Linked DNA regions of Mus musculus: regions 2, 3, 4, 5 and 6 are each linked to region 1. A link is a contact called in public ChIA-PET, Hi-C, HiChIP or PLAC-seq, Micro-C and promoter capture Hi-C data. All regions are on one chromosome and are shown on one strand. Each heading gives the region's core, a stretch centred on a gene start, on an enhancer-like site or on the middle of the called end of the contact. The rest is flanking DNA. Distances are from core to core; before and after follow the strand shown.

Region 1 (4,089 bases), core at 192-2,691:
TCTTTTAGTTTTTAAAGAGGACCAGCCTTTCTCTCTTTTTGTACACATTTGCTTATTTCATGTATGTGGGTATACTGTAACACTTTTGCTCTTAAAAGTTCATCTTTTTCAAGTTCTAAAACTAAGTAGAAAAGGTCTGACGACAAACTCGTAATTGCTTTGAGCATAAAATTGGAAGCAGTATTAAGGTCTAATTAGGACGGCTGGGATTTATGGTAGTTTTTAATATTTCAGGTTTGGTACATTTTGTAATGTCTCTGACGGAGCAATTTCACTCTCGGTTGTTTCATAATTCGTGGAAAATAGGTCATAGATTTTGGAAGTCTTGAAGGCTGGAGTTAACAAAAAGATGACAGACTACCTTTTATACTAGGAGCGAAATCCAATGGAAGAGTTTCCTATGGGCAACCGCCCCCGCCTACTCGCTCCTACATGCTTGTTTCTCCCGCCGAAATGGCGTCACGCCGTGGCTCTCACGAACCAGCTCTCCGATTGGAGGGTGAGCAGCCGCTGCAGCCCATTGGGCGCCAGCGGCCGGAGGGGCGGGGACGCCAATGGCCCTTGTGCCTTGCCCGCCCCCACCCGATTGACGCCAGCCCCTCCCCCGGCCCAAGGAATGGGTACTGGGCTGGGGCATTGCACCCCCTGATCCCGAGGTGTAGCCTCGCTGCCAGCTCCTGTGCAGAGCTGGCGCTACGTCCTCCTCTTAGCGCAACCAGCTCCTGCCTTCTGGAGCCTGGCACTGAGAGCCATCCGCCCCGCAGGGGCCCCCCAGGCCTCCCTGCAGCACCCCGTAATGCAATTCACCGGGGTGGGGGAGGCGGCGGCAGCACCTACGGCGGCAGCGGCGGCGGCACTGCCCCAACCTAGAGACGTCTAGAAAGAGGAGGAAAATGGCTCCGAGCAGGGACCGCCTGCTGCACTTTGGGTTCAAGGCGACAGTGAGTGATAGAGGACGGGAGCTGGGTGGTCAGAAAGACGTGGGTGCCAGCTCAGGCCGCCGGGGAAGTGATCAGATCAGAGCTGGGGACCCTAGGCTGAAAGCTCAGGTTCCGCGTGGGTCGCTACGTGCCAGTGAGCCCTCGCAGTGCTGGAGGGGATCCGGTGATGTTCCTGTCCCTGTTCTGCTCTTCTCGCCGGTCCGCGGGCACGCGCGCACTCGCACCCGCCCCACAGCACACACACCGTGCCCCCCCCCCCCACGCCCGCGCGCGCACCGAAGCAGGCGCGCACTTGGGCACTTCCCTGCTTCTCCTTGTCCTGGTGGGCTGGCGCCCGGTCACCCCACGTTCCAGGCGCTCGCGGGCTCACCGTCCGGGGCTGCGCCGGGTGGGGGAGGGGTGGGCTCGCGCCGCCGCCGCCGAGCGCTCCTCCCCTCCCCCGACGTTCCGAGGCCCGGGCGGCTCTGCCCAATGAGGAGCGGCGTTGCTGGCAGGTGGGGAGTGTTTTTGTTTTGGGTTGAAGTTGAGGCTTTGGAGAGGACCGAGCTAGCGACTGGCAGTCGTCGCGGCCGCGGACGCCGCGGGCGGTGGTGGAGGCCCCCGCGGGACTCGAGCGGTCGCTCCTCCGCGTCGGCCGGGCGAGCCTCGCCTTGCTGCCGCCGCCGCCTCCCGCTCCCGGAACTCCGGGGCCTGCCCTGGCCCCTATCTTTGCACTCCGCACGCCGCAGCGCCCTGCCCGGGCCGCACCCGCCGGCCCCATGAGGAGGGACGTGAACGGAGTGACCAAGAGCAGGTTTGAGGTGTGAGCTCGGAGGGGTCTCGGGCGGCGGCGAAGGCCAGCTCTCGCACCCCAAACAGTAGCTCGACCGGAGCCTCCTCCCTTGTGCGGCCCGCCACCCGCCCCCGATGCGGCCGCCGGCGTCCTCCCCTGCTTGCGACCCGCAAGCCCCGCGCACCGGCTTGCCTCGCCTTCCGGGAGGTTCGCCTGCTGCCCCTTCCACCCGCGGGCCCTGGCCGGGATTAGCCCTGGCGCCCTAAATCCCCCCTCCCCCATAACACCCAGCTTCCCATTCTCTGCCCAGCCCTTGGCTAGCCTCCTTCCACCACGCAGTGAAAGCACTCAGTCCCCGACTGGCCAGCGCCTGCTGCCTTCGTGAATCTCCACCCGAGCGGGAATCGATTAGTCCTCGGTGGAAGTAGGAAGTTGGGGGTGGTAGTAAACTGGGACGATAGAGGCGACTGTGGGGTTTTCGTGCTGTTTGGATATTCTAATACTTCCTCTTCCCCGTGTAGTCTAATACTTTTGTGGTTCATTGTTTATTGGGAACTTAGATATCTGTTCCGAGAATGCGAGGAAGGTCTGAGAGCCTTCGGAGAACCCATTCCTGGTTTGTTTTGTTTTGTTTTTTTGTTTTGTCTTAAGTTTGTCCTCTGAAAAGGAGGTTTGTAGTCTTGGAATGGAACCGTACATAGTCAGAAAGATCTTTAAAAGCGAGTTCACGACTGAGAAAGGGATTCCTTTGGGAAGTATCCTAAGTACTGGTGAAATGAAATACAGTAGTTTGGAGATGTGCTGGAGGTTTCATTGGTAGGCCGAGAGACAAAGAAACTTACACAAGAGAAAATGTTACCTGGCCTTTTCTGGCAGAGGCTCAGGCTGACTGACCTGTGCTGGGCCCAGGCTCAGTGTTCATCTCACTTGCTGGCTTCCTGTCTCCTCTCTCTTGTTGTATTTTTAACACCCAGTGTTTCCCTTCAGCTCCCTTTAAAAGATAAATTTGAGACAAAAAGTTTGTGGGCTTCGGGTGAAAGTCTCACCTAGGGGCGAAACTTCTGTATAGTCTTAGTATTTCTTGAAAAAGTATTTATAGTTATAAAGTTAAGGTAGGAGGGAGAGCTGTGGAGAGACTGTAAATTCAGACTTAGTATGCCAAGTCGCAGTGAGGAGTGGAGAACTTCATTGGTTACATTAGAGTTTTCATTTGTAACTTAATGGTGGGTTGGGGGAGAGGCATAATAATAAAAACTGCCTATGTAAAATGTTGTATTGCTCTAAAGTGGAGCCGCCAAAGAGAATAATTTATGGTGGTTTCAAGTTCAGTACTACTGTGAAAGTCTTTACCATTGAAATTACTACCTGGACACCTGACAGTTTAGGGTTACCCAAAAGAGTTCAAAAGGAAGAGTCCAAAACTTCGATAGTTCTTGACCGACTTGCTATTCCGAGTGGAGAATTTCCCATTTGGGGTGAGGACTGAGGAAAGCCTGACAGATCCTCATTTGTGCGTTAAAGCCATAGTGAGTTTGAGGTGGTTTCCTCCACCTCCCAGGTGCTAGTTAGCGTCCTAGATGTGAGCCGCTGTCCTCTGCTGCTTGGGTTTGTTTCAGCTTTTATTTTTAGTTTTTAGGGTTTTTTTGTTGTTTTGTTTTGAGATAGGGTTTCTTTGTGTTAGCCCTGGCTGTTGTGGAACTTTGCTCTGTAAACCAGGGTGGCCTCAAACTCAGTGAGCTGCCTGCTTCTGCCTCTGGAGTGCTGGGATTAAAAGCATGTGCCACACTGTCCTGCTTGCTTCATGAATTTCTAAATACTCAAACCTGCCAGGCTCTCTTTTGCACACCTTTAAGCGCAGCACTCAAGAGTCAGAGGCAGGCAGATCTCTGCCTATTCCAGTCCAGTTTAATGTACATGGAGAGTTCCAGGACAGTCGGGATGCATAGAGAAATTCTGTTTGAAAATAAAAACAAAAGAAAAATCCTCAGAACTAAGAGAATCCTTTACAGGGGGCTGATTATTTCTAAGTAGCTTATCACAGAATGAGACTTTTTTGTGAGATCTGGAAATGAGTACAAAAATAATAGCTAATTTCAAATCGTGATCATGACTAATACAAGTGAAAGACTCTTGCCCCACCTTAAGATGAGGGACTTAAATCTTTGCATGCTTGATGCATTATAGCGTTCTCTCTCTCTCTCTCTCTCTCTGTTTTTCGAGACAGGGTTTCTCTGTATAAAGCTCTGGCTGTCCTGGAACTCACTTTGTACACCAGGCTGGCCTCGAACTCAGAAATCTGCCTGTCTCTGCCTCCCGAGTGCTGGGATTAAAGGCGTGTGCCACCATACCCGTAGCCTTCTCTTTATGAAGACTGTT
Region 2 (4,161 bases), core at 1,043-3,542, 200 kb after region 1:
TAATTTTTTTTTCCTGCTGTTTCTCAAGACAGTGTTTCTTTGTAAAACAGCACTGTATGTCCTAGAACTTACTCTGTAGACCCACCAGCCTCTGTATTCCCAGTGCTTGGATTAAAGGTGTGAGTTCAGAGAGCCAAACCCAGAAGAGCAGCCAGTGTTCTTAACTGTTGAGCCAACTCTCAGCCCATCAAAGTTAATTTTTAAGCTAGCATACAAAGCAATGGTTTTCTTACAAATTTATCTTATTTATTTATTTATTTATTTATTTATTGTATACTGTAGCTGTCTTCAGACACACCAGAAGAGGGCATCAGATCCCATTACAAATGGTTGTGAGCTACCACGTGGTTGCTGGGAATTGAACTCATGACCTCTGGAAGAGCAGTCAGTGCTCTTAACCTCTGAGCATCTCTCCAGCCCCCTTCTCTCTCTCTCTCTCTCTCTCTCTCTCTCTCTCTCTCTCTCTCGTTCTTTTTTTAAGATATCAACTCTCACTGTGCTTCCTGTGTTGGCCTTGAGTTGGACTCCATCGATCTTTCCTTCTTTGGCCTCCCAAGTAACTGGAGCTACAGGCGGAATTATAACTCTATTTCTCTTTGTAATGAAGAGTATGTAGGATAAAACTCAAAAGATAAAGTTCAAATTAGGTTTCTGCACTGCCCTGCCCTCTGCCCCCCAGTTTGCCTTCTCAGAGTCGCCCAGGACAAATGGAATGATCTCTGTGCCCACACCGTTTCCTGTATATCAGCTATTTTTCTCTTCCTGTGACAAAATTAATGGCAGTGGCAACCAAAGGAATGAGGGTTGGTGCTGGCTCATGGTCTGAGGGACACAGTCCACGTGGTGAGGCGGTTGAACGGATGGGAGTGTGAGGTACTGGTCACATTGTGTCTGTTGTCAGGAAACTGAGAGAGGCGAACGCTGGTGCTCAGCTAGGTCCCTTGTCTTTCCTTTTACTTCGTCCTGGTTTCTAGTCCATGGAGAACACTGCCCACATCCCAGCCTGTTCTCCCTCCCCCAGCTTAACCTCTCCAGAAACACCCTTTGGAGATGTGTCTCCCAGGCTGCCCTAAATCTAATTTAGTTGATGATGGAGGCTAACTTCAGTATCCATGCCCTCAGTATCCATGGGGGATTGGACGTAGGACTCTTGAAGATCCCAGCATCCATGGCTGCTCAAAAGTATCCACTTCCACAAAGCCCCTGTCCCTTTATCATGTCATGATGTCCTAGGTTCTTCGTGTCTTCCATGGTGGACCATCTCCTGTCTTGGCTGGATGTGTAAGGAGCAGTCTTTGAACTTGTGCACAAGGCAACAATTCTTCCTAAAGCTGAAGTTTGTGGTTCGCCTTCCTCCATGCTATGTGGCTCTATGCAGGTCCTGTTGTTAAATTTAAGTCCCAGTTCTAATCCTAGATACTAGGTTTAGGGCCGGAGGTCAATGCATGCAACTCACTGTGGTGTGTCTGTTGTTAGAACAGTAGAGAGGGGCTTGGTGTGTGTGTGTCTCAGTGGTTAGAGTCTTTGTGTGCCACACGCAAGGCCCCAGGCTCCATCCATTGTCAGGGTAACAGGGGGAGGCACATCAGAGCATTTTTCTGAGGCAGTATCCCCGACCTTCACTGAGTTTTAAAGTGTGCCACGTAACTCGTGCAAGGCCCTGGGCTCACTCCCTGGCACCACAAAAATAAAATAAAATAAGCCCCAGCCCCTGCTTTCAGGAGTGATGACTCTTCAGTGGCTAAAATGTCAGACTCCCTTGAGTCTGTTCCGATCCACTCAGCAAGCAGAGAATTTGCTTGGATTCACTTGAGCTGTGAGTAGCAGTAAACCCCAAATGCCCGGGGCTGAACCCGGTCAGGCGGTGCTCTGCAGTGCTGTTTCCATGGATACCCCATTGTCCAAGCACAGAACGGGAGGTCTGCTTCTGTCCTGTGCACGCATTCAGCTCTTTCCTGTCTGAGATGATACAGAGAGGAATTCAGTTTTCCTGATATCGAAGATTCCCCAGCGATCTGCGTGTAGCGACATGTTTGCAACCTCAGCACTCTGGTGGTAGAGGCGGGAGGATCAAGGAGTTCAAGGCCAGGCTGGGAGATGCTGTCTTGAGAACCATGCAAACTAAAACCAAACAACAAAGACAAAAAAAAAAAAAAAAAAAAATTCAAACCAAACAAGTAGTCCAGGGAGATGACTCAGCAGATAAAATGCACTCGGTGCTAGCGGGCCTAAGAACCTGAGCTCAGACACCCAGCATCAACGGAAAGCCCAGGCATGGTGCCACACCCAGCATCAACGGAAAGCCCAGGCACGGTGCCACACCCAGCATCAACGGAAAGCCCAGGCATGGTGCCACGTTCCAGGAGCTGTAGCACAGAGGAGGCAGGTACCTTTGAGCATAATGACCGGTTAGTGTTGCCCCAGCAGCGAACTCCAGGTACAGTGAGAGACCATGTCTCAAAAAATGAGGTGGGGAGCAAGAGGGAAATGCTGGCATTGACCTCTGGCCTCCACCACGTACATGCAAACATATGCACCTCACACACACACAGACACACACACACACATGCACTCACAGACACACACACACACAGACACACACACATATGCACTCACAGACGCACACAGACACACAGACACACACACATATGCACTCACAGACGCACACAGACACACAGACACACACACATACATATGCACTCACAGACACACATACACAGACACACACACATATGCACTCACAAACACACACACATATGCACTCACAAACACACACACATATGCACTCACAGACACACATATGCACTCACAGACACACACACACACAGACACACACTCAGACACACACACACACACACACACACACACAAGAATACAGTAAAGCAAAGCATCAGCAACAACCAAAGATGCTCGAGCCATTAAGTCCTTGTTTTCACCATGCCAAGCTGGGTGGATGGGAGAGGTCTCAGGATGACCTCCTTCCTGAGACGGGAAGAAGATGCTGAACACGGCTGGGTTTCTTACCTTTACTCCCCTGCGTACATTGTTGCTCACACTGTGCCCAGAGTCTGCAGAGAAAAGCATGTCAGCAGCATCTGCTTGCAGAAGCGCTCAGATCGTCCGTGGTGGTCTAAGTGCTCTTCATTCAGCTGGACAGACTGACAAGACTCCCTTCACTTGTCTTAAGAGACTTTATTTCGCCAGGGTGGCAGTGGTGGCCATGAAAGAGGCAGAGGACCCAGAGCTGGCTGGAGAAGGGAGTGAGAGGGAGCAGCCAGAGAGCGTGGGGTGGGGAGCAACCACCACATCTGACCCATTTTGACTTTTTACTCTCCTGATAAAAGATTCTTCATAGAGCCTCACATGATGCTGTGTTGCTATAGTCCCAGAACTCAGGAGGCAGAGGCAGGAGGATGGTTAGCTTAGGGGCATCTCAGCTGCATTGGGAGTTCTAAGCCTGTCTGGAATACAAGGGGCCCTATCTCAAAGGTGGGGGGGGGGTGAGGAAGAGGACAAAGAAAAGTAAGGGTGTGTGTGTGTGTGTGTGTGTGTGTGTGTGTGTGTTTGTGTGTGTGTAAAGCCCTGGCTGTCCTGGAACTCTGCTGCCCCAGGCTGGCTGCAAACTCACAGAGATCTGCCTGCCTCAGCTTTCCAAGTGCTTCCATTAAAGGTGTGTACTAGTTGAATTTTTGAGTTCGAGGCCAGCCTGGTCTACAAAGTGGGTTCCAGGACAGCCAGGGCTATACAGAGAAACCCTGTCTTGAAAAAACAACAACAAAAAAAGGTCTGTACTAGCGCCTCCTGGCTAAGAAAATTATTCCTTTTTTTCCCTGTTAATTTATTATAAGAAAAAAATTACTATAAGAAAAGTATACTTTTAGAAGCATAGAGTCTTTTCCCCACCTCCACCGACCCAAGGCCCTGCCTCCACTCCTTTCCCCTTCATCCTGTCTTCCTAGCACTTGGCCCCTGGAATCTTGCTTTTTCATTCTCTGACTTTGCTTTGCCTTAGTGAACATATCTCATATTTCCTGGCTAGCCCAGGTTGGACTTGAACATCTGATCCCCCTGCTCTGCTGAAAGTTTCTCAGGGTTTTCTGCTGGCTTCTAATCTCGATTATTTACCAAATAACCGAATCAACAAAGGAACCAATGGATGGA
Region 3 (4,021 bases), core at 401-2,900, 180 kb before region 1:
ACGTCGAATTCTTGTCTTATCAGCCCAAGACTCCCTTGAGAAGGGTTCTCCAGGTAAGACCAGAGGGCATCCACTTGGACTAAGGGATGTGGTGCGGTCTTCCTTTTGTCTGTGTGGTTCTGTGCTTGCTATGTGGCTGGCTGGCATCTGAATATGTGAGCCAAGGTTGTTGGGTGTGCACAGGTAGGTCAAGGGAGAGACAAGAAATTTGGGCCTGAAGACAGCACCTGCCTGAGTCCAGTGTGGTCAAGGGTCTCTACCCCTGACTGCAAGTACTTGTCTCTCACACAGGTTAACTCTGAACAGGGGTGTGTTTCCATTTTCTCCACCACAGAGTGAGGAACTGGTGGGAAGGTGGGTGTGTCGGAAGCTCCTCCCTTTAACCTGTACCATTTGCATCTGTGTCTGGCAGGATAGGAACCTTGCAAGGGGAACTGTAAAATAAAGCATCCATTTCCTACCTCCCTCAGCAAGACACCTGTCTGGTCTTCTCCTCTCTGGCCTCTCCTGTGACTGATGGGGTCAGCCTCTGTGGCTTTTGTATTTTCTGCAGAGAGGAAGAGTGCTGGGTCCTGTCTAAAAACTCTAAGCGGCCTGCAACCAGTCATACCCTTTCCTTCAGCTAACCAAATCAGAAGGCCAAAAGAGAGGCATTGGTGGATGGCCTACCTGGCAAGGATCAGGGGTGGTAAGGCCTCAGTGACTCAAGAAGGAGGAGGAAGAGGAGGAAGAGGGCTTCTGGGTTAGGAATCCAGATCTGTGCCCACCTTAACCCAGATAGGGACACATAGCTCATCTCCAAATCCCTCCCCACCCCACCCCACCATACATTTGCCCTTGACACCCAAGGAAAGATCTCCTGTGTGATGACTACACAGATAGACACACATGTCCCCACAGACACACACACACACACACACACACACACACACATGAGCACTCGCGTGCGCACGCACAACACGCCCATGCAGAGGCACAGACACCCAGGGAGGCAAATCTTTCCCTTTCTCTGTCTTTCCCTTGGTTTGAATTTTGTTCAGCCACATATGTTGTGTGTGCGTGAGGGTGGGTGGGGGAGGGGCAGACAGGGATGAGGAATGGCATGGTGCCAGCATCTACCTATGGGGCTTGGGCCAGGGATGCCCCCCACACCCACCCTGGAAGGAGCCTCAGCTGTCCCTTTGTGGTGGAGGGGATTCTCTTGGGGAGCGGCAGTAAGCACCGAGGTCCCTTCTCCACACCCCAGGGTCTGGTCCTGACCCACCTTAGGGACCTGGAGACAGGGAAATGGACAGATCAAGACCCTGGAGAGAGCCCTGAATTGGCCTGGCAACCACAAACCGCCAATTCCCAGACTTGCCACCCCATTGTTCCCATGTGGGGGGTTCTATATCTGAGGGGGGCAAATCCTCCCACCTCCCTCTCAATCTCTGCTTTTCCTGCGTTGGGCGGGGAGGGGAGGGCGGCAGAGATATTTATTTATTTCCTTTATTTATTTAATTTTTTTTTTTTTTTTTGGAGTAGAGAGTGACAGATGGCGGCGGGTCCCGGGGGAGCCGGCTCTCCCCCAATGCAGACGCATGCCAATCACCGTCTCTCATGTGATAGCTGCTGCCCGTGACGTGCCAAGCCCATATGGCCTGGCATAGAGGCTGGTACCCCGCCTGGTAGAGATGCCACACTCGCTCCGCGGCTCGCATGGCGCTCTGAAGACGCCGGCGCCCGCCGCCTTGAGGAACCGCTGCCCCCGCTCCCTGAAGATGGGGGAACAATGAAATAAGCGAGAAGATTCCTCTTCTCCCCCCTCTCTCTCTTGCCCCCTCCCCCCTCCCCTCCCCTCTCCCCTTGACTCCTCTCTGAGGTAAGTTGTCCGAGAGGGAGCTAGATCTGACCTGCTATTAGTGGTGGGGGGGCGCTGCTTCGGACATGGAAGTCCCCCCCAGTTCTCCTATTCCTGGGACCCTACCCCCTTACGGGATGGGCAGCGGGGGCGCCCCGTGTTCTCTCTCCCATTGGGGCCGCAGCTTAAGGGGCTGCGGAAGGAGATGGTATGCCTAGGATGGGCTGAGGGGGAAGGGTCATGAGGCACTCGAAGAAGCGAAGATGGGACCCCCCCCATGACTGTCCCGAAGGAACCTGTGACCTTTTCCCACCACCAAAAAAGATAAGCAAACAAATAAATTTGGATTTTTCCCCAAGGATCTCAAAATACAACGAGATCTGTAGAGACGTGTGGGAGGGAGGGAGTTTGAAGAGGGGAAGAGGGTCCCTGACCGCAAGGGAGACGAACAGGGTTCGCTTTTGGGTCTCCTCCCCACGCCCGGCTTCTTCAGTCCCCGCACCCGGAGCCCGCTCCGGGAGACCCGTAAGCAGCAGCTAGAGAGGAGACGGTGCTCCGGTGTCTAGAATTGGGGCTGCGGGGGTGGGGGCCCGGCCGGGGGCGGCGCGCGGCCAACTTGCAAATTGGATTAGGGAGCTTGGGGGTGAGAGGCACCGGAGGGCTTGGGGAGCCAGGCCGAGGGGCCGGACCGTGGAGAGGAGGAACCGGGGCAGCGTCCCCACGGCGGCCGCCCAGCTTCTCTCCGTCACCGGGAGAGAGCTGGCTTTCGGGCGAGAGCACCGCCTCCCCGGGAAGATGGACCTGGTCCCTTAACCCCCCACCTGGTCAAGCTCTCTGGGACCCCGACACCGGCCGAGAGCAGCTTCCTTCCGGGCCAGGGGCGGAGCAGGAGCCCGGATCTCGGGCAAGGGCCTGGGCCGCGGTCCCCCACTGGCAGCCGGGCAGGGCTGGGCCGGCTCTGGGCGGGGCAGCAGGACGTAGTGGGCATCGGGGGCCCCTGAGCTGGGGCGCTCACGGAGACTTGGGGGGTGGAGGCGGGTTGGGGGGTCGTGGTGACCCCGGCGCGCCCCTCACTCTGTGCTGTCTGTCTCCCCGCCCCCGGGGCGCCCTCAGGCACCATGCTGACCCGCCTGTTCAGCGAGCCCGGCCTCCTCTCGGACGTGCCCAAGTTCGCCAGCTGGGGCGACGGCGACGACGACGAGCCGAGGAGCGACAAGGGCGACGCGCCGCCGCAGCCTCCTCCTGCTCCCGGGTCGGGGGCTCCAGGACCCGCCCGGGCCGCCAAGCCAGTGTCTCTTCGTGGAGGAGAAGAGATCCCTGAACCCACGTTGGCTGAGGTCAAGGAGGAAGGAGAGCTGGGCGGCGAGGAGGAGGAGGAAGAGGAGGAGGAGGAAGGACTGGACGAGGCGGAAGGCGAGCGGCCCAAGAAGCGCGGGCCGAAGAAACGCAAGATGACCAAGGCGCGTCTGGAGCGCTCCAAGCTGCGGCGACAGAAGGCCAACGCGCGGGAGCGCAACCGCATGCACGACCTGAACGCGGCTCTGGACAACCTGCGCAAGGTGGTGCCCTGCTACTCCAAGACGCAGAAGCTGTCCAAGATCGAGACCCTGCGCCTGGCCAAGAACTACATCTGGGCTCTCTCGGAGATCTTGCGCTCCGGGAAGCGGCCGGATCTGGTGTCCTACGTGCAGACTCTGTGCAAGGGGCTGTCACAGCCCACCACGAATCTGGTGGCCGGCTGCCTGCAGCTAAACTCTCGTAACTTCCTCACGGAGCAGGGCGCGGACGGCGCCGGCCGCTTTCACGGCTCGGGTGGCCCGTTCGCCATGCATCCGTACCCATACCCGTGCTCCCGCCTGGCAGGCGCACAGTGTCAGGCGGCTGGCGGCCTGGGCGGAGGCGCGGCGCACGCCCTGCGGACCCACGGCTACTGCGCCGCCTACGAGACGCTGTACGCGGCGGCCGGTGGCGGCGGCGCTAGCCCGGACTACAACAGCTCCGAGTACGAGGGTCCACTCAGTCCCCCGCTCTGTCTCAACGGCAACTTCTCGCTCAAGCAGGACTCGTCCCCCGATCACGAGAAGAGCTACCACTACTCTATGCACTACTCGGCGCTGCCCGGCTCACGGCCCACGGGCCACGGGCTGGTCTTCGGCTCGTCGGCCGTGCGCGGGGGCGTCC
Region 4 (3,764 bases), core at 941-3,440, 210 kb before region 1:
TGAGGGGGAGGGAAGCACAGGGTGGAGGGACCTTCGGAGGCTCAGGAGAATCACTCAGGTGGAGGGAAGGGAGATGGGCACTCATGATTGCAAAAGAACAGCAAAGGACTGAAGGACTGTTCATGGTCAAGAACTAATGTTCTACTACTACTGGGCTAACCCCAACCCCACCCAATCACTCCCATTGCCTTGTTTGTTTGTTTGTTTGTTTGTTTCCCAAGACAGGGTTTCTCTGTGTAGCTCTGGCCATCCTAGAACTCTGTAGACCAGGTTAGACCCACCTACCTCTGCCTCCCAGGTGCTGAGATTAAAAGTGTGTGCCACCAGTGTGCCAAGATGGTTTTTGGTTTGGTTTGGTTTGTTTGTTTGTTTTCCCGGCAGTGCTGGAAACAAAACCACAAAGGCTGGATCTTTTCCACTCCTGAATAGCATTCCACTCAGTAGGTCCAGATCCTGTTCCCGGTGAGTCCAGGATTTCACCTTAGGACCCAGGGACAGAATGAGAAGCGAGCCACACCAAGCATTCTCACGCAGCCGATGAAATTAACTCATAACCAGCAAGCCAGAGTGCTCTTACACAGGACATGCTAACTAACGTGTGTTCATTAGGCACTCATAGGCCTGGTCCCTTGATGCATACACTACACAGTACTTCATTCATTCTCACATCTATACAAGGTAGGCACATTACTATCTCCATCTTCCAAAAGAGGAAAGGAAGATACTGACTTCATCAAGGTCTCAAAACAATATCAAAACTCAAGCAGGCTGGTGCATGGGTCTATATGTCAGCTATGACACTAAGAGTGTTCAGAGGACACAGATGGGCAGGGCGGCCAGCCTTTGAGATGGAGGTGGGCAGTGTGGAGATGGTGCTCTCTGAGCAGGACTCCTGAAGGATACATCAGGAGGAGGCCCAGCAGATCAGAGAGGAAAGAGGTGCTGCTATATACACGAAGAACCCTATGTGAGCCAGGCACATCTTACAGTAAACAAGCACACAGTCGTTTCCCCACAGGCAATGGGAAGCAAGCAAGTGACATAACCAGACTCGTGATATAAAAGTCTGCAAGAGCTAGATTCTGAAGACTTGCCTGCAAGCAATTAGGACCACAAGCTGCTGGAAATGTCCAGAGACACGTCAACAAGGGTAGTGACAGAGAAGGTTCAGGGAGTTAGCTATACTGGCACCTCTGAGCAAACAGGGTTAAAAGATGTTAAGGCAATTCCGGAGTTTTTCTCCTGGATAAGACAAGAGTGGAAGGATAAATTTACAGAGAAAAGATCAGCTCACGTTTGAAACCTGTGAGATCATCCCAAAGTGAAGGTATCCCATAGGCATAATTGACAGGCAGCTAATTTGGAGCCCAGGAAGGGGATGTGCTGCTATCGTCCATCTGAATATTCAGTGAACGTGAACTTGATGCGACAACAGTGGATGAGGCCATCCAGGATCAATGCACAGTGAGGCGGGTTGGGCCAGCGTGAACGTAAAGAGATTCTTCTGCCCTCTTGTCAGAGAGGTAAGAGGAAAAATCAGGAAATATTGGGGAGTCAAAGGGTGGAAGTATGTCAGGAATGAAAGCCAACAGTAGCAAGCACTTCTGAGAAGAGTTTAAAGAGCCTTCTTTCTGATATCGTTGGGAAGCTATGCGTGGATGTTTCCAACGGAAGTTGTGGGAAACAGCGGGTGGCAGAGAGGCAGCCGATTAGTATGTTTTTCCCTGAGTCTGGCCCCTTCCCACACCCAATTCTGTCCCCCATAATACTTAGATACCGACTCCTTGCCTCTCCTCTTACTATAAAGAAGGCTTAGGAAAGCGGCCGCAGACGTCCTCCGGACCCTCTCGGGTAAAGACCAAGACACCCCCTCCCCAGCCCTGCGCGCGCAGCAGCGAGTGGAGAGGAAGGGGGCGGAACCCGGAGCGCGAGGGGTGTGGGCTGGGTCGGACCGAACCAAAGACGGACACCGGGCAGGAAAGCGGGATCCGTCGGGTAGAGACAGCTCTTGTACCACCGCCCGGTGCCTGCGACCGCCGCACAACCCACCTGCTTCATGTCACCACGGCCCCCACTCTTCCTGCCTCAGCCGCAGTCCCGCTCCACGGCCTGGCAACTCCTCAGAGCGGAAGGAGAGCTCCCGGCGGCGCTACTTCCGCCGCTGAGCCCGTCCCCCCCGAGCCCGCCCCCAAAGCCAACCCGCCCCCCCGAGCCCGCCCCCAAAGCCAATCGGGATTCGTGTGACCCTGAAGCTCCGCCCCGGTCCGCCCCTCTCTCGGAGACGAGGTCCGGAAGCGGAGCCACAACCGAAGTTAAACTGTGTAAGACCGTGCAGGAGCAAGGGATAAAACCCCAGGGTGTCTTGGTTATTAGATCATACAGGCCTGACACTGTGGAGTGAAGGGGAACTGTGTGAGGGCCGATTTGTGAGCACAAGTCCCTTGGAGAAATCCATTTTTCGTTTTTGAGACGTTCTCAGGTTGGCCACGAACTCAGCCTTCCAAGTTCTGAGATTACTGACGCGCAGCACCACATCCATCACACATATTTAAAGGACCTTTGTTCTCCCCTGGCTTTTAGCCATCTCCCTCAGGAGCTAGTATGTCTGCCATGCGTATAGCCTGCAGGAAAGGCTCCTTCCTGGGAAGGGCTGGACACGAGAGGCAAGATCCTGACCCTAAGATAACCACCATTTTTCCTGTCAGAACATACCATTACTTCCCGGTCTCTCCTCCCTCCCCTGAAAGAGGAGTCTCAGGACAATTATTTACAAAGATTTATTACAGCGTAGGAGGGGTTCAGGCCTAGAGTAAGGGAAGAAGGGGAAGGGAACCAAGTTGCTGGAGGACAAGGAGAACCAGGCTCCCCCCACTGTGTGGCCCCCTAAGGACAGATAGTAAGTGCATTCCTGGCACCAAAGCACAAACAAAACGCAGCAAGCAGCCTCTGCCAGTCCATCTTGCAGGCACCCAGCAGGAATGGGATACTAAGGGAGGGACATGTTGAGGCTCTGCAAAGAATGCGTGAGACCTGAGCCCTGGTTGAAGTCTATGAGAGGGTTGGGGACTCAACGCCCACCACTGGTAGGGGAAGGAGGAGATCTCAGGGCACCTGTAGGCTCTCAGTACCTCCTTTCCCCAGATCTTAGGACCTGCCCTGTGGGTCTCCTGTGCCCAGGGGAGAGAATCTGGAGAGGGAGGGGACTTGTGGAGAATAAATGGTTGTTTATGGCCTTCTGGGGTTTCCAGTGTGGGCTCTCTCACCTCCCTACTCCCACCGGGTAAATAGAAGAATGACTGGCAGGGAAAGGCATTGGGGACTCTGGGCTTCAGCCAAAGCAAACAGAGACCAGCCTTAGTCTTCTAAAAGTCAGAAGCCGCAGCCCTAGCAGGTGAAAGACAGGGTACAAAGGAGGGTGGGGACAGAGTGGGTTTCTGGGGAACACTTCCTCCTGGGAGATACAGGGCTCTGAGCTTATGTGCCAGGCTCAGGGGGGGCTGGGATGCTGAGGTTCCTCTCCAGGCTCTGAAAGACAAATAAAGAGGACTCAAGGCCAGGCTTGGCCCATGAGGTTCCCACCCACCTCCCCAGCCCACACTCCAAAGCTCACCACTTAGTGTTGCTCTGCCTTCCACTTGGTCCTCAGAGTTTCCATCTCTCTGGGGCTCATCCAGAGGAGGTGGGCGCTCCCAGGGCCCCTCCAGACCCCGGCCACAAGTAGGCTTCTGCCCCACTGAAAGAGAGGGCATACATACATAGGCTGA
Region 5 (4,013 bases), core at 196-2,695, 250 kb before region 1:
ATTCTTCACTGATAAGCCACCTCCCCAGCCCCTGAGAGTGCAGTGTGTGTGAGTGTGTGTGTGTGTGTGTGTGTGTGTGTGTGTGTGTGCTGCAGCACACTTGATGTCAGAGGACAACTCTGTGGAGAGGATTCTCTTTTCCCACCTTTATTGAGTTCTGGGAATCGAGTTCAGTGAAGAGCCTTCACTCACAGGTGGCTAGCCCACCCAGACAGTTTTAAGTTGTTCATTTACTTAAAGAAGGAAAGAAAGAGAGAGAGAGAGAGAGAGAGAGAGAGAGAGAGAGAGGGAGGGAGGGAGGGAGGGAGGAAGGAAGGAAGGAAGGAAGGAAGGAAGGAAGGAAGGAAGGAAGGAAGAAGGATCTCAAAGTGTCTCCCATGGAAAGCAAAGTTCTACTTTAGTGCCAGAGGTGAGCAGGACAAGAAAGGACTCCATCCCATCGGGGAAAGACAAGCCACTACATAGTATCCATCCAGTGCTAACAATCATCCTTAAAACACAGCCTTTAATTGGTAACAGGAAAACAAGCAGGAGCAAGAGGGCCAAAGCACACAAGGACAAGAGACTCTGGAGACATGGACCTTTAAAGTGCATCTGGAGCAACAGAGTGAAGACCAGCAGGCCAGGCCAGGCTGAGTTGAGGAGTTAGTAAGGAATTGTAAGAAAGAGATTGGTCAACCTTGAATTTTAGAAAGTGGAGCCGTGGTTAGTTTTGGGTTTTGTTGTTGTTCGTTTTTGTGTTTGTGTCTGCTTGACACTGGCTAGGGTCATCTGGGAAAAGGGTACCTCAATTAAGAAAATAAATGCTTCCTTCAGACTGGCCTGTCAGCAAGTCTACAGAGGACACTCTCTTGATTAATAATTGACATGGGAGGGTCCATACCACTGTGGGAGGTGCCAACCCTGGGCAAGTGGTCCTGGGTGTTGTTAAGTGACTAAGCCAGTAGGCAGCACTCCTTCGAGGCCTCTGTTTCCGCTCTTACCTCCAGGTTCCTGCCCTGGCTTCCCTCCATGATGGCTTGTGATGGGGTGACATAAAGCAAACCCCAAGTTGGTCTTTATCACAGTAACACAAAGCTAAATAGGAGAGAAATGCCTACTGGAGGGGACCAAAGTAGAGACAAAGACACCTGTTAAGAAGTTCTTCAGCTCTTTTAATGGCAGCGTCTTTAATCAAGATGCTGACATAAGAAATGGGGATAAGTGGGGTACCCAGAACATTTGGAAACTGGAATCTAAGAGAGTGGGTGACAGAAAGGCGTCTGCTTGAAACAAAGACCGTGTAAAATAGAAGGGAGAAAGTACACTTAATTTGCTCCTGGGCGCAAATCGCCCCTTCTCCTTAGGTGCTGTATATGAAAAGAGGAGACAGCAGTATAGAGGTGGGGTACCCGCCCACTGAAATCCGGGAACTTTTATTTAAAGTGGGCGGGCGTCAGCGGAGGATGCAACGATGAACACAGGTACTTCCGGTTGTTACGGAAGTGGGACTTCGTCTTCTCCCAAGCTCCTCCCTCAGCGGCCGGGCACAGTGACAGAATGGCCAAGCGGACGGCGCCGCTGCTGCTGCTAACCTTGGCAGTGGGACTCGCGGGGGGTTCCCAGGGCGACCGCGAGCCCGTGTACCGCGACTGCGTGCTCCGATGCGAGGAACGGAACTGTTCGGGAGACGCACTGAAGCACTTCCGCTCCCGCCAGCCAATCTACATGAGCCTAGCTGGTAAGCCCCGCCCACCCGTGAAAGCCCCGCCTGTTCGTCTTGGCTCCGCCTACTGTGCCCTGCTGTTCTGCAACTTAGAACCTCAGTTTCCCTCAGCGTTCTCTCAAGAGTGTTAATGTCAGGAGCCTCCTGAGTGTGTGTGGAGGGGTGGGAAGGTGGGGGGGGGGCTATTGCATCAGCCTACCCCACCTTTCCAGAGGTTTCATGTTATTTATTCAAACCACTACTTTTTAAATACAAAGAAGACCTGAAGTAACCCAGGAAGCAGACCAGGAGCCTGCCCTTCTGGGCTTATAATCCCCAGGCAGGTGAACATTAGCCTTCTCCAAGACAGAATAGTTTGAGACCTAATGGGCCCATAGGTTAAGCACTATACGCATTTGGAAGTGAAAGGGACGGAGTCAGCTTCAGTGGGTGGAGGCAGGGTGTTCAACCACAGAACAATTTAAACAGGATGGAATTGATGTCAACCAACATATTGAGCACCCACGTTGGACGGGTGTCACAGCAGGTCAGCTGGCTTTCACCACAACCCCGTCAGATACTTTCCCTAATCCGCTTTAAAGATGAGAACACTCAGAGAGACTAAGTACCTTGCCCAAGGTCACACCGTCTGTAAAGTGGCAGAGCAGAATTCCCAGATCTGACCTGTTTGACCAACAGCTCCTCCACATTATTATCCGGTTTCCATTCCAGACAGAGGCAACAGAGAGCTTGGAGGTCCTAGGAGGATTTGGGTACATGAAGCATCTTGGTTTACCCAGAGATCAGGGAGCAGGAAGATTAGGGGCAATAAGGAAACAAAGGTACCGGGGAACCTGAGGAGTCTGATGAAAGGTCTGAGCTCGATTTTCACAGGACATAGGAGGGCACCAAAGATCCCTCCCTGGGTTCAGGATGGACAAGTATGAACCTAGGTCTCCAAGAGGGGCCTGCCAGATCCTAAGAGCTTAGATCAAGGGAGAAGAAACTATTCTCTTTGCTCCCACTGATATAATATATTCTCCCCCCCCCCCCGCTGTGTGTGTGTGTGTGTGTGTGTGTGTGTGTGTGTGTGTGCGTGCGTGCTCGAGCGCACACCCACCCTCTCTTCTCTGTCCAACTGGGAAGTAAGATTCTGAGATTTCCGCTGATTCTGTCCAGCCTTCAGGTCCTCTTGGTCTCCATTCGTGCCTGGAGGCTTATGCCTCCCTAAGTCCTCACACAGCTGTAGTCCTGTTTGTCTGTTTCAGGCTGGACCTGTCGGGACGACTGCAAGTATGAGTGTATGTGGTTCACTGTTGGCCTCTACCTTCAGGAGGGCCACAGAGTGCCTCAGTTCCATGGCAAGGTGAGTCGGGGGCTCAGGGATGGTACATGGTGGCCCTTCAGCCCCGAGCTGGTCCATGCCATCCCAGCAGCCTGAGATGCAGTGTCACAGGGTGCGGAGAGATAGGACAGGTACTTGCGCTCAGCATCTCTTCCTTTTCCAAGGGTGCCAGTGTGTCCTGCTTCTGAATTTGGAGGAATAAGGTCTGTGTCCCAAGCCAATTGTGATGGCACACACCTTTAATACCTGCCTCTGGGAGGTAGAGGCCGGTGGCTCTCTGTGAATTTAAGGCCCACCTAATCTGTGCAGCCAAGGCTTCATAGTGAACCCCTCTCTCCAAAAAACAAAACCACAAGCAGAAAGACCCCCTTGCAGTACCCACAGACCCTGACTGAGATGTTCCTGTCCCTGCTTCTCCAGTCAGAGTCTAGATCATCAGAAATACCCTTCAGACCCCCACCACCACCTCGGCTCTGTGCCCACTGTTACCTCATTTTGGCCTGTGGGGTTGCCAGGAACTGGTCACCCTACTTTACCACAAAGCAGCCAGGCGCCCCGAGGACGATGGCAATCAGTTGAAGGGGGATGGGGCCTACATCTGGATGGCAGGTCTGTATGGTTTCACCCCATGTGTCTGCTGTCCCCAGTGTCAGGCTCCCATGGCAGTGGCTGCCTGCCAGCCAGGGAAAGACTCTCATCTTAACCAGGGACTTCTGGAGAGATACCCATTAACTTGAGGGAACTTGAAATCCTGAGCTGAGGAACCAGCTGGAGTGCTGTCAGTGCAGCCGTCATGGAAAGGTGGACCAGGCTGGGTAGGGGCTGCCACTCCTCACCTCCCTGTGCTCCTTTTTCAGTGGCCCTTCTCCCGGTTCCTGTTCATCCAAGAGCCAGCTTCTGCCGTGGCCTCACTCCTCAATGGCCTGGCCAGCCTGGTGATGCTCTGCCGCTATCGCGCCTCTGTGCCAGCCTCCTCCCCCATGT
Region 6 (4,152 bases), core at 1,430-3,929, 240 kb after region 1:
AGGGATCTCTCACACTGTTGGTGGACTCTATCTTAGGTGTGCGTGGAGTAACACTGACATTGAACACATCTACTATGTGTCAGATGTTGAGCTAGGCAGTTCCATATTCTCCAACAAACCTACTATGAGTCAGACACTGACAATGACTGAAAGCACCTACTATGTGTCAGATGCTAACCTAGGCATTTCCACATGTGCCCACAACATAGCATGTAGGTTTTTAAATGTTGATTCAATTTTTGTGGTTTGAGTTTCCATTTGACTAGAAATTTCATCCTACATTTGAAATGCCACAGAAAGCAATAAACCACTTTGGGGCTGAAACCCTCAATCAGTGTTTCTAAAAAAAAAAAAAAAGTGTGAGTATGGATGTGTACGTGCGTGCATCTAAACCACTTCGAGAGTCATCCTGGACAGTGTGACTCTTTCAAACCGGGGATATGACTCCTGCTCTGTCCTGCTCTACCTCACCACAGTAGAAAGAAAGCATCCCAAATTCAAGTCCACCAATAGTCATCATCTCCCATTTCCATGCTTCAGGGTTTGTAGATGAGAGAGGTGGGGGAGGGAGGATGGGAATAGGGAAGGAGGAAGAGGAGGAAGAGGTAGGTCTACAAGGCAGGAGGTAACAACTGGCTTGGCAGATGTGGAAATTGAGTCCGGGGAGAACGAGCATCAGTGTGGTGTGGGAAGCAGAAACCAAGATGACACTGGACAGGCCACCAGGGGACACAGGATATTTCCCAGGACTCTGGGTTCCCTCCATAGGCATGCACAGATCTTGGTGCCACACAGTTGGCTGCCCTCCAGCTCCTGGTGACAGCCTTTACCAAGATGGCTGGCGTTGTTCTTATCTATATTCTTTGACAAGCCATCTGTCTGCTCCATTCGGCAGGGCTCTTGTTGCTGGTGAAGACACAGCTGGGCTTGCTGCCCTCTGAGTCTCCAGCAGAAGAGGGTTTGCTCCTCCTGGCCATTCTGTTGGACAGAAGGGTCACATCTTCTAGGGACAGACGGACAACTTGTCAGAACAGCTGTGGGAGCTCAAAGAAGGTGCAGGGACAGAAGCAAGGGTTCTTTAGAGCTCTGGAGGGTGGGCTGTGGTGGAGGGTGGGCTGTGGTGGAGGGTGGGCTGTGGTGGTGGGGGTGAGCTATGGTAAAGGGATCTTAGGCTATGGTGGAGGAAGGTGATGGAGGGTGGGCTGTAGTGGAGGGTGGGCTGTGGTGGAGAGTAGATAAGCTGTGGTAGAGGGTGGGCTGTGGTGGAGGGAGGGTGGCCTGTGGTGGAGGGAGGATGGGCTGTGGTGGAGGGTAAGGGAAGAAATGGGTATTGACTTTAGAGAAGCTGCTGGGCACTTTGTAAAGACCTGATCAGGCATGCTGAGGCCTCCCACTAAGGAAGGGGACTGGTGGAATTGTCACAGATCTAAGGAATGCTTTCCGGGCACAGCAGACATCATAGGTTGCAGTAGAGGATCGGTGGCGGCCAGGGAGGGCAGGCACAGGGTCCTGAGTATACCCTACTCTACGTACTTCCCTCTTTCTGGCCCCCTTGGATAGTGAGCCTTTATATAAGCCCCTTCCTGGCTCTCAGCATCCTAGAATAGCCACATAGGGTACTGGTTTCTTATTTTCAAGTGCTCAATACATATTTTTTGGTGAAGGTCTACAGAGATGCTTTTGAGAGATACTGAAGCCCCTCAGCGGGACAGTGGGAAGTCAAACTGGGCAGACAGGGTTGCTTTAATGAGAGCACCTGCTTGGCAAGAGACTGGATACGCAGCAGGAGCATCCGATGGCAAAAGAATGATGGGGACATTAACAGAAGTAACAGGAGCAGGGGCGGAAGAGAATGCGTGGGAAAGGGCAGTGCGACGGTGCTTCTGGGTTGGGACAAGACCGCTAAAAATATCTGCCCAGCAGCTGGACACATAGAACGCCAGCCCCACTAACCTTGTGGCCTGGGAAGGTCCTACTTTCATTTCTGTTGTAGTGATAAAAGATTCTGACAACAGTTTAGGAAAGAAGCAGTTTATTCTACTGATAATTGCAGGCTATATTCCATTATTTCAGGGAACTCAAGGCAGGAACCTAACGTATCAAATCCACAGTCAATGCAAAGAGAGAAGAAGCTGGCTGCCATCTCTCTTTATTCTGTCTTATGCAGTTCAGGACTCTCCCTGCATAGAGAATGATGCCTCCCATAGTGGGCAGGGTCTTTCTACCACAATTAACAATCAAGGCATTTTCCACAGACAGGACTAAATAGGCCACCCTGATCTAGATAATTCTCCAATAGGAAAGACTCCCGGAGGTGCTAGAGAGAAGGCTCAGTGCTTAAGAGCCTGTGTTATGCGTTACTTTTGCAGAGGAACCAAGTTTTGTTCCCAGCACCCATGTCTTTTTTTTTTTTTTTTTTTTTTTGGTTTTTTTTTTTTGGTTTTTTCGAAACAGGGTTTCTCTGTATAGCCCTGGCTGTCCTGGAACTCACTTTGTAGACCAGGCTGGCCTTGAACTCAGAAATCAACCTGCTTCTGCCTCCCGAGGGCCCATGTCTTTTTTTTAAAAAGATACATTTAAAAAAATGATTCATTTTGAAAAGAGTCAAGATGTGTCAAGCTGCTAGTAAAAACCAGAGCAGGAGCCACACGCAAAGCTGTGCTAGCAGTTGTCTCAGGAGAGGGTGTGACCACCCAGGAGGGCAGAGAGAAGACAAGAGGCTCTGGGTGGAGCCTTGAATCAACACTGAGGAGAAAAGAGCAACTAGCTGTTGAGGAAAGAAAAGGAGACTCCGGCAAGGGCAGAGTCAAGGCAGACAGGGAGGAGTGGCTTAGGCCAGGAGATGACCCCAGGATGCCCCAGAAATCCAGTGAGCAAACCTGGGCTACCACCCAGTAGCAAGAGAGTTCTCAGAGGACACAGTGATGAGGCTGTGGGAGGGCAGGATCCAGATTGTGTTGGTTAACAAAGAAGTGGGTGTGAGGGCTATGGAAGCCAAGGGAAACACTCTGGGAAGGGCTCTGGCAGGATGCAGAGAAGAAAGTCCCACTCCAGATGGAGGTGGGGCTGAGGGGAGCCTGTGTACAGAATGGGAGACACAAGAAGGGGTTTGTAAGCAGAAGAGGAGTCTGGAGGCAAAGGGCGTTTGATGATAGAGAAGGTCCCAAGGCAAGAGAGCGCACAGTCAGACTAATGATAGCTTAGCACATGCCTAGCTTGTGTCAGAGCATGGGTTTCCTGTCAGAACCTCAACAATAGAGTAAAAAGCATGCAGATCAAAGGAGTGATGCATTTAGTGAACATAGCAAGTCCTTAGAGAAGTGGAGTGTGAGCTACACAGCATCAGTCTGTTTTATTTCACCTCATCTTCACAAAGGACTTACTGTTTTCACTAAAATGCAAGAAAGTTAAATGGGTCACCCAAGATCACATAGCTTATCAAAGCTCGGGATCAAAGAATCAGTGAAGAGAAGTTCATAGGCTGAAGACTCAGTGCAGTTGGTAGGTGCTTGCCTAGCCTGCACGAAACCATGGGTTCAATCCCCAGTTCTACATAAACTGAGCATGGTGGCTCAAGGCTGTGATCCCAGCACTTAAGAGATAGAGGCAAGAAGATTAGAAATTCAAAGATAAATATCCTTGGCGACATATTGAGGGGCCCAGCCTGGGCTACATAAGACCTGTCTCAAAAAGAGAGAGATATATTAGGTACCAAAGACCCAAAGAGAATAGGAAGCAGGCTCTTGCCCTCATAGCCTTACAACCAACATCAGTAGACTAGGCTCTACCCTACCAACAAAATGCTCAGAAGATGTGCAAATAATAAAAGTTCAGCTGGGGCAAAGGAGAGGATGCACCAGGCCGAGTTCAAGAGGAGGTGACGTTTGACCTGAGTCTGGAAAAACCAGAAGGGAAAAGTTGGCTGACAAGCGAGTGACCGTCCCAGACAAATAGAACTAATACGCACAAGCCTGAGCCGCTGGGAACTGTGACCAATTCACTGTTCCGGAACACGGGGTAGGTGTGGCCGGGTACAGGATAGCAGTGTGCCAAGATGGGGGTGTAGGAAAATGGCACACTGTCCTGAAGCACTGTAATGTTTTCCCTTGATCAAGCAAGGGAAAAGTATCAGATTTGCACTCGACGGCAAGA

The links. A called contact is a pair of places that touch in the nucleus more often than the background predicts. ChIA-PET counts read pairs in DNA pulled down with a chosen protein or histone mark. HiChIP or PLAC-seq counts read pairs in DNA pulled down with a chosen protein or histone mark. Capture Hi-C pulls out chosen DNA fragments and counts their contacts.
Region 2: a contact with region 1 is called in an H3K27ac HiChIP or PLAC-seq map of embryonic stem cells, with 5 read pairs. The contact joins the enhancer-like site here to the promoter of Fbxl20 in region 1. A contact is called at or near these places in 4 of 39 promoter capture datasets (cranial neural crest, frontonasal cranial neural crest, maxillary cranial neural crest and 1 more), 1 of 15 datasets of contacts at CTCF or cohesin (large pre-B cells), 4 of 115 datasets of contacts at active chromatin or transcription factors (effector CD8 T cells, embryonic stem cells and memory CD8 T cells) and 1 of 9 other capture datasets (adipose tissue).
Region 3: a contact with region 1 is called in a promoter capture Hi-C map of liver. The contact joins the promoter of Neurod2 here to the promoter of Fbxl20 in region 1. A contact is called at or near these places in 3 of 39 promoter capture datasets (the SN4741 cell line, hippocampal neurons and liver), 2 of 484 Hi-C or Micro-C datasets (both in embryonic stem cells), 1 of 115 datasets of contacts at active chromatin or transcription factors (pancreatic cancer cells) and 2 of 9 other capture datasets (adipose tissue and liver).
Region 4: an RNA polymerase II ChIA-PET map of memory CD8 T cells shows a contact between it and region 1, with 27 read pairs. The contact joins the promoter of Stard3 here to the promoter of Fbxl20 in region 1. A contact is called at or near these places in 5 of 39 promoter capture datasets (cranial neural crest, hippocampal neurons, liver and 1 more), 5 of 484 Hi-C or Micro-C datasets (embryonic stem cells and erythroblasts), 2 of 115 datasets of contacts at active chromatin or transcription factors (memory CD8 T cells and pancreatic cancer cells) and 3 of 9 other capture datasets (adipose tissue, liver and pancreatic islet).
Region 5: a contact with region 1 is called in a Micro-C map of embryonic stem cells, with 4 times the contacts expected there. The contact joins the promoter of Pgap3 here to the promoter of Fbxl20 in region 1. A contact is called at or near these places in 3 of 39 promoter capture datasets (hippocampal neurons, liver and stem cell-derived epiblast-like cells), 1 of 484 Hi-C or Micro-C datasets (embryonic stem cells), 2 of 115 datasets of contacts at active chromatin or transcription factors (memory CD8 T cells and pancreatic cancer cells) and 1 of 9 other capture datasets (pancreatic islet).
Region 6: a Hi-C map of embryonic stem cells shows a contact between it and region 1, with 2.7 times the contacts expected there. The contact joins the enhancer-like site here to the promoter of Fbxl20 in region 1. A contact is called at or near these places in 4 of 39 promoter capture datasets (cranial neural crest, hippocampal neurons, pre-B cells and 1 more), 1 of 15 datasets of contacts at CTCF or cohesin (large pre-B cells), 8 of 484 Hi-C or Micro-C datasets (the HL-1 cell line, adipose-derived mesenchymal stem cells, cortical neurons and 1 more) and 6 of 115 datasets of contacts at active chromatin or transcription factors (the SCID.adh cell line, embryonic basal ganglia, embryonic forebrain and 2 more).

The regions. Positions count from the first base shown.
Region 1 is chr11:98,146,968-98,151,056 of GRCm38.p6, reverse strand. It overlaps Fbxl20 (F-box and leucine-rich repeat protein 20), which reads left to right and starts at 1,441. Exons shown (of 15, transcript NM_028149.1): 1 at 1,441-1,741. The coding sequence starts at 1,700.
Region 2 is chr11:97,947,977-97,952,137 of GRCm38.p6, reverse strand. The region is part of intron 7 of Plxdc1 (plexin domain containing 1); the gene reads left to right. Among named protein-coding and RNA genes, the nearest start is that of Plxdc1, 36 kb to the left of the region's middle. Within about 2 kb of position 2,292, at least 80 of the 459 cell types and tissues checked have an H3K27ac peak or open chromatin away from gene starts, as enhancers often do. A contact at or near this core is called in embryonic stem cells and memory CD8 T cells, where this site is marked.
Region 3 is chr11:98,327,274-98,331,294 of GRCm38.p6, reverse strand. Neurod2 (neurogenic differentiation 2) reads left to right here and starts at 1,650. Exons shown (of 2, transcript NM_010895.3): 1 at 1,650-1,861; 2 at 2,954-4,021. The coding sequence starts at 2,959.
Region 4 is chr11:98,356,794-98,360,557 of GRCm38.p6, reverse strand. It overlaps Stard3 (START domain containing 3), which reads right to left and starts at 2,190. Exons shown (of 15, transcript NM_021547.3): 1 at 2,050-2,190. It overlaps Ppp1r1b (protein phosphatase 1, regulatory inhibitor subunit 1B), which reads right to left. Exons shown (of 7, transcript NM_144828.2): 6 at 3,611-3,733; 7 at 2,762-3,525. The coding sequence ends at 3,488. It overlaps 1700003D09Rik (RIKEN cDNA 1700003D09 gene), which reads left to right and starts at 2,275. Exons shown (of 3, transcript NR_045477.1): 1 at 2,275-2,321.
Region 5 is chr11:98,397,922-98,401,934 of GRCm38.p6, reverse strand. It overlaps Pgap3 (post-GPI attachment to proteins 3), which reads left to right and starts at 1,445. Exons shown (of 8, transcript NM_001033537.2): 1 at 1,445-1,720; 2 at 2,953-3,050; 3 at 3,887-4,013. The coding sequence starts at 1,540.
Region 6 is chr11:97,904,833-97,908,984 of GRCm38.p6, reverse strand. No RefSeq gene overlaps it. Among named protein-coding and RNA genes, the nearest start is that of Fbxo47, 23 kb to the right of the region's middle. Within about 2 kb of position 2,679, at least 16 of the 459 cell types and tissues checked have an H3K27ac peak or open chromatin away from gene starts, as enhancers often do. A contact at or near this core is called in embryonic stem cells, where this site is marked.